Regions from separate parts of the Sus scrofa genome. Here region 2 is linked to region 1. Evidence: chromatin contacts called from public HiChIP or PLAC-seq data. All regions are on one chromosome and are shown on one strand. The core of a region is the stretch at or near the end of the contact, and the rest is flanking DNA. Distances in the headings are between cores, read along the strand shown.

What was found. HiChIP or PLAC-seq counts read pairs in DNA pulled down with a chosen protein or histone mark.
Region 2: an H3K27ac HiChIP or PLAC-seq map of alveolar macrophages shows a contact between it and region 1. The contact joins the enhancer-like site here to the promoter of TMEM135 in region 1. A contact is called at or near these places in 3 of 5 promoter capture datasets (fetal liver, fetal skeletal muscle and liver), 2 of 47 Hi-C or Micro-C datasets (fibroblasts and liver) and 2 of 2 datasets of contacts at active chromatin or transcription factors (alveolar macrophages and skeletal muscle).

What each region holds. Positions count from the first base shown.
Region 1 is chr9:20,739,426-20,743,094 of Sscrofa11.1, reverse strand. TMEM135 (transmembrane protein 135) reads right to left here and starts at 2,010. Exons shown (of 17, transcript XM_021062616.1): 1 at 1,531-2,010.
Region 2 is chr9:20,979,167-20,982,835 of Sscrofa11.1, reverse strand. The region is part of intron 8 of TMEM135 (transmembrane protein 135); the gene reads right to left. Among named protein-coding and RNA genes, the nearest start is that of TMEM135, 240 kb to the right of the region's middle. Within about 2 kb of position 1,870, at least 10 of the 83 cell types and tissues checked have an H3K27ac peak or open chromatin away from gene starts, as enhancers often do. A contact at or near this core is called in alveolar macrophages, where this site is marked.

The DNA.
Region 1 (3,669 bases), core at 761-3,260:
AGAGTGGTTTTAGTCCCTTCACTGGTCCTATTTGAATACAATGAAGACTCCTGTGAAACAGGATTTCCTGAGGTGATAGAAAAAGATCCAGGTCCAGAGAAGCCCAGGTTGCTTTGCACTGATTAGATTTATTTTTCTTGCATTCAGCCATTCTGCAGAGAAGCAAGAGAAATTCTGCCTCTACCTATTTTTTTTTTCATATCAGGTAGAAACATTAATGATAATAATAATAATCAATAATTATCATAGATCAGCTTAAGTACTCATCTAAGAACCTAATATGTGTCTCTTGCTTGATAAGAGTAATAACATAACCAGGATAATTTATTTTTTTATTTTTATTTTTTGCTTTTTTTTTTTTTAATTTTTAGGGCCTCACCCATGGCATCTGGAGGTTCCCAGGCTACACCACAGCTCACGGCAACACCAGATCCTTAACCCACTGAGCAAGGCCAGGGATTGAACCCGCAGCCTCATGGTTCCTAGTCAGATTCGTTTCCGCTGTGCCAAAACAGGAACTCCCCACCAGTATAATTTAGCAAGCCCTGTCCATAGAGTTGGTGCTGTATATACATTACTCTTTACAACAACTTTTTTTTTGGCTGCACTGATGGCATGCAGAAGGTCCTAAGCCAGCGAACAAACCTGTGCCACAGCAGTGAACCAGGCCACAGCAGTGACAGCCCTGGATCCTTAATCATTAGGCCAAGGGGAATGTTTTTACAATGACAACTTTTTGAGAGAGACATTCAGAAACCAGGAAATTGAGGCACAGACAAGTTTAAAAACTAGCCCAAGATGATACAGGTGATAAACAGAGAATTGGGACTTAAGAACAGACTCGCAAGCCTTCTTCATGGAACGCAATGGAGCCGATTTTCATTCTTAGAAGAGTATATGGCCCCTTATCTTATTTAACTTTGACAAGAACTTCTATGAGAAGAAAAAATACTATTATCCCATGATGTTAAAGGTAAGGTAAGTGAATACAAGACGTGAAAGAGGCTGCCCCGCCTCGCACATTGATGGTAGCGTTAGCCAGAGGCCCCGCTTTCTGGCCATTGAAGGCAATACCTTTTCTACTAGTCGCCTACCCTACGACCGGGTGAGATAACGTGGAGAGACTACACATTTGATTCCTTCCACTCAAATCAAACCTTAAGAGGGTCATTATCCTCAAATTCACAGCTCCTGCCTCATCCTGTTGACACTGAGTCTAATCACGATGAGGAAAGAGGCCGTTGTGAAATACCTAAGAACACAGAGAGCCTCAGTGTGTGCCAGCAAACACTGATTTTCAAAGACAAGCAGAGTCCTCCCAGCCGCACTTCCCAATACAAATGATTCTCTGCAACACGTTCCAAAGTTAAGTGCCCGACCTGGATCCCAGGCCACGAGTTCTACGGGGGCACTTCATCTACAGCCCACCAGAAATTTGGCAAGTCTCGGAGACAACCTGTCTCCATCAAGCTGCCTTTGATGGCAAAGCCAGAGGAGCTTCGCTGCACCGGCTGACCTTGTCCCGCTCACCTCTGCAGGGCTCTCCTCTTCTTTCACCCTCACTCTCCAGGTCAAGTTCCGCCACAAATCCTTTTCCTTGCCAAGAAGATACGTCGTCTCCCATGGTCAGATAAATGGGCAAATCGATGCTGTGTCACTTCAGGTCTCTCCGCAATGTCCTCCAACTGCTTGACAGCCCTCTCCACTTACAATCAGAGGTCTTAAAACCTCGACGCAGGTTGAGTCCAGATTCTAATTTCAAATCTCCGTTGGCTCACACTTGGGGTATGTCCTGTCTTCCATCTCCAGCTGGCCCACTCTCATGCCCTTTCCTCTGGAACGGAGACTTCCCCGCATTCATCTCCACATTCCTCACACTTAGATGAGTGGAATTTATAGCTTGCTAACTCAGCCTTGCCTCAAAGAGCGAGCAAAGGAGAACTGGGCTCAGGCCTTGCCTGCTACCTAGGAAATAGCCAAAGCTCCAGCTTTTGAACTTTTTCACCCAACTTGTCCTCCTTCCCCATTTGAAAGACTTGCCTTCAAGAAGTCTCTGCTTAATTTTTTTTTTTTTAGCACCGAGCGAGCACTTGGTCTGGTTAAGGTTGAGGGGAAAAAAAAAAAAAGGCCAAAAATAAAAAGGCCTAAAGATTTTTCAATCAAGGGAGGTTTCGTTGTGGCTCAGCAGTAATGAACCCAACTAGTATGTGGGTTTGATTCCTGGTCCTGCCCAGTGGGTTAAGGATCCTGTGTTGTCACAAGCCTCGGTGTGGGTCACAGATGTGGCTCAGATCCAGAGTTGCCATGGCTATGGTGTAGCCTGGCAGTTGTAAGCACCAATTCAACCCCCAGCCTGGGAACTTCCATATGCTGTGGGTGTGGTCCTAAAAAATAAAAAGATTAAAAAAAAAAAAAACAACAACAAAAAAAGTTTTTCAGATTCTTTCCCTGCTTCAAGCTACTCCCCAGCAGACCAGTGGGAAATGTTTTTTTTTTTGTCCGCACCCACGGGGTAGAGAAGTCCCGGGGTCAGGGATCAAGCCCAAGCCACAGTAGTGACCAGAGCTACAGCAGTGACAATGCTGGATCCTTAACCCCCTGAGCCACCAGGGAACTCCCAGTGGGAAGTATTTTTGAAAGATGCATTAACTCTTTTAGGCCACTAGGATGTATTAGGTAAATCAAAGGCCTATAAAATGACCCATGAAATAATGTATACTTCTGGTCCATTGCACTGAATCATCGCATGGATGTCCCCGACAGTTCTCATGACTTTTAAGAGTTCCTGAAAGCAACATACACAGAGGACATCACTGAGTTAGTGTGCCCTCAGCCATTTCTTGTTTTATGGAAAGCAGACACTTGGACTCATTTACTCATTCACTCAACAAACATTCTTTGTGTCTCTGCCCAGGGCCAAGTCTGAGTTAGGTGTGGTAAGTCAAGTACCTGGGACTTAGCAATCGTTTGACAAACGGTGGTAGCTATCTTGCTAAGAAATGGAATGAGATACAGTAGTTGCCCAATAAGTAACTGTGGCTATTACTGTGGTAGTTGTTTGTCTTCAAGCCAAAACTCAAAGGGCTGATATATCAAGGTGAGGGTTAATGGACGTGAAGGATCATTTTCCCTGGCTCCTTTCTCATCCTGTATCATGCAAACCCTTGTTTGTGCAAACCTAAGGAGCTCAGGGTGTGTCTGCTCCTCGGGACCGCCAAGTTCTACCTGCTGAAGCTTCCTGTGCAGCCAGAGGTCAAGCAGTTGGCCAAGTCAAGCCAGCCAGCTGCTGTGAAGTGATACTTCTGAAGGAAATCCTGGATCGGTCCTGCAAGGGAATGGCAAACTGCAGCCTGGATTAACCCGGGCTGTGCACCAGTGCCTCAGCTGCTCGTCCACTCTCTGCTGGGCAGCTGGGTGAGAACTCCAGGATGGCCACTCCCCGCCGCCCAGGATGGCCAGAGGGAACAGTAGGAATTCCTGATGAGTGCATGCTCTCTTTCCCAGAAAAGGGATTAAGCGTGCCCTGACAAAGTTTCCTCTCCCACCATTCTTTCTTGGGGAGTGAAGTGGGAAGCAAAGGGACACGAGAAGTCTATTCCCTCTACCCCTCTGAAAATCCCTTTAAGCTGCTCCATTCCGCCATCAAACACTGGACTTGGGCAAGCAATC
Region 2 (3,669 bases), core at 621-3,120, 240 kb before region 1:
CTCAAATGTTCAAAATTAAATTTTATCTTCAAGGCAGCTTATCTATTTCTACATTAGCTATAATAACTTCTATATGTAAAAATGATCAGAGTTCTATTGAATTAAGAGTAGAATATAATGTTTATAGTACCAGCTATATTTTCTGTCAGCTGCCTTTTTGCAACATGATCTTGCTTTACCAGTTTTGAAAGGTGGAATATACTTGTGCAATATTTTATGGGAAAATATCTTAGAATATTTAATGTATATATTAACAAGGAAATGTCAAACATTTAATGAACCTACATTAGAAATGTTTAAAAATATATTAAAGACACTGACAAGATCACACACACACGCACACACCCTTTTAGAATTATATATGTTATTTTTCAGAGATGAGCAAAAGCGATGTACAGGCATATCTAAGTAGTTCTAATTACATATTAATTCTCTCCCTAAATAGTGTCCATCCCTTGTAATTTTATATTTTCCTTTGCGTATGTAAACTGAAATACTCCTGAGTCAAAAGCAGTAATATTATGTTAAAATGCAGAATATAACCTTTTCATTGCTACAAAATGAGGGTCCCTGTGGAAGTTGGCAATAGGGGAGAGTGGGAGGAAAACTTTAAAATCTAAACTAGCTCGGTTCTTTTCACTAAGATTCTAACTTGAAAAATGTATTTTGTTTTCCAACAACTTTGTATGTGTAGGCTATATTTTATGCTTTCAGTGTCCTGCCAGACAAACTCTTAATACACAGGGTGATTTTTCTTTTTTTTTTTTGGTCGACAGTAAATTAAAATTCAACATTATTAGAGTTAGTCCAGCGCCCTTTCCTAGAACATATGGTCACCCAACAGCCAAGTGGCTGATAGGCTTTGGTCTCAAGGAGCCTGTAACAGTTGCTAGCACTTAAATACAGGAATTTACTTTACTTTGACTTCAAGCCATCCCTTGTTCTGCATCTCATCTTTTTAGAAAAAAGTCATAGGATTCAAGCTTCAGCGGCAAAATTCCAAGAGTCTAGAGAGGAGGGAGAGTCAAGTAAAAACACAAAAGACGGTCGTATAACAGTACATAAGAAAAGAACATCCTCATAATTATCTTGAAATAAAATTACTCGATGTAATAGTAACACTTCATTTACTTTTTTTTAGTAGGAAAATTGTAGGGGCCTGAACATGGAGACAAGGGCTTCTCAAATATCCATTCATTTAAATCAAATGGAAAGTAAAGGAGAGGTTAAAGATTATTTGCTCTAGAAATACAACAGATGCTTCTTAGACTTCTTTAAGGGAAAAAGAGTTCTTCAGAAACCAGTGCACTTAACAAAGCATATTTTATGAATGTCTAGCCTTGTTTAACAGGGGACATGGGGTTGAAAACGCGGTATTTATTTCTCAAGAGTTCATCCACCCCTGCTACTAATTCTACACTTGAGTTAGTACGGAATTATCTGCCAAAAGACAAGATATTTAGTAACATCTTGAGGAAGAAAATGTAAGTTAGAAAGTCAGAAGGTAGGAATGTCCTGGTGGAGGCTGAGACATGTTTAGGGTGGAGCATCAAGGGGCCAAAAGCAGAAAAGTGCAGACAGGCAGGAAAGCTTTTAGAGAAGTGGACGAGACTGTTAGAAGCCACATGGTGAAGACATTTCAAATAAGGCTGGATTTAGCCCTGATGGTGGTGGCATAAGTCACAAATTCACAATGACCATTTTCGCTTTGCCTACCAGGAAAGGGAGTAGCTGGCAGAATAGCGAGAGTCAGGCCCTGAGGGAATGTGGGAAAGAAAATCAGACATTGAGAAGGGTTTCATTTTTAGTGTTCAGCAGCTTTCAGGCTTAAAAGTCCTGTTGACATTTCTAGCCTAGGAGGGGAAGGCTTCCTGAATTACTGCCACCGCCCATTCCACCCACTCTAAAGACCAGTCTAGAGACCTATATTTCCCCCAAACAGAACAAAATACATTTCGTAAGTCTCATATCTGGTATCCTTGCTGAAAATCACTCGTTTCATTCACTTTTACAAGTACACCTGAAATCATCTCTCGCTACACCATGAGCACAGAACTCAAATGCCCCAAACAGTATTTACCAATGTCCAGGAGGAAATGCAGATAAACAATAAGGAGGGACTTAAATAAACTAAAAGCAAGTTAGTCATATACCTGATCTACAGCTTCTTCCTCTATCGGATGGGAGGGAGGGAATAGTTAAAATGAGGTAACGTTACAATCATCTGCCAAGAGCAATGCCTGGAACAAGACAGGTATTCAATAGATGTTAGGTTCCTTTCTCCCTTTTCTACAGTTTGTGGAATCTTCCTTCCTCCCCCTCCTCGGTGTTAGGAACCTTTTCCAAAATCTATAAACTCAGTTTTCAAAAATCTTTGTGCAAATTCCAAGTGATGATTTCCGTTTTGTGAACAATATTATGTAAGATATTTGATCTATTTTTTATTAATAAATAGTCTGTTAGAAGGACTAAAGACTGGTAGAACCACAAATGTCAATGGGTGAGGGATTGAGAAAATCCAAAATGATATGAAAATAAACAGCAAGGAATAAAGGGTACTAGGAAAGAACAGTGCCCTTGATGTCAACTACTGTCGAGAAGACTAAAAAGATGGGAGCTCCCTGGTGCCTCAGCAGGTTAAGGATCCAGGGTTGTCAGTGCTGTGGCTCAGGCCTTTGCTATGGGGCGAGTTTGAACCCTGGAACTTCCACATGCTATGGGTATGGCAAAAATAAAGAAAGAACAAACAAACAATCATTTAAAAAAAAAAAAAAGACAAGACCTCTAAAACATGGGTAGGTAATAGCATTTATATGGTGTTTTATTTGATCCTCACAACATTTGCTTTACAGATAAAAAGATTGAGGTTTAGGAAGAAAAGAGTCTTATTTCAGATTGCTCAGCTAATAAATTTTAGAGGAGGAACCAGAATTAGAATCTAAGACTTTTGACTTTAAATTCTATATTCTTTCTACTACAGCATTCTAGACCTACTGAAGAGAGAACTCAGATTATAAGTGATTAAAAGCTTTGGATAGAATAAATGGAAGCCCCAAGATAAAATTAATGAATTTGAGGTTTTTAATAATAAAAGGGTGAAGAAAGGCAGGATAATAGCTCTACCAGATAGAAAAGTCCAACTTCAGTAATGCGAAGATCGAGGCACAAGGAAAAGTTTAAAGACTAAATTCAAAGCAAAGGTAGTTTTTGGTTCATGTCCTGAGAAACAGAAAGGATTTTCCAAGAGCTCTACATTCCAGAAGAGCTCACTGTAAAATCCTAAATGGAGACTGCAACATCACAACCATCAAAGATAAAATGATGGTTCCAGAATCAATCAAATCAACAGGAATCATCACAATGCCAGGAGCAAAAGCATCTACCGAGATCATCTCTAGTCTTTCTATCTGCTAGAGCAGTGCTATCCAACAGAAATAAAATCTAAGCTGTTTATACAAAATTTTAAATTTGCTAGTAGATGTATTTAAAAAAAATAAAAAACATGAGATTAATTTTAATAATATATTTCATGTAACCCAATATATCCAGAGTATTACCAGGTCAACAAATAATCCACATAAAAGAATTATTAATGAGATATTTACATTTTTTTTCCATACTAAGTCATCAAAATCTGGTGTGCGCTTCATATTTATAGCACATTAAATT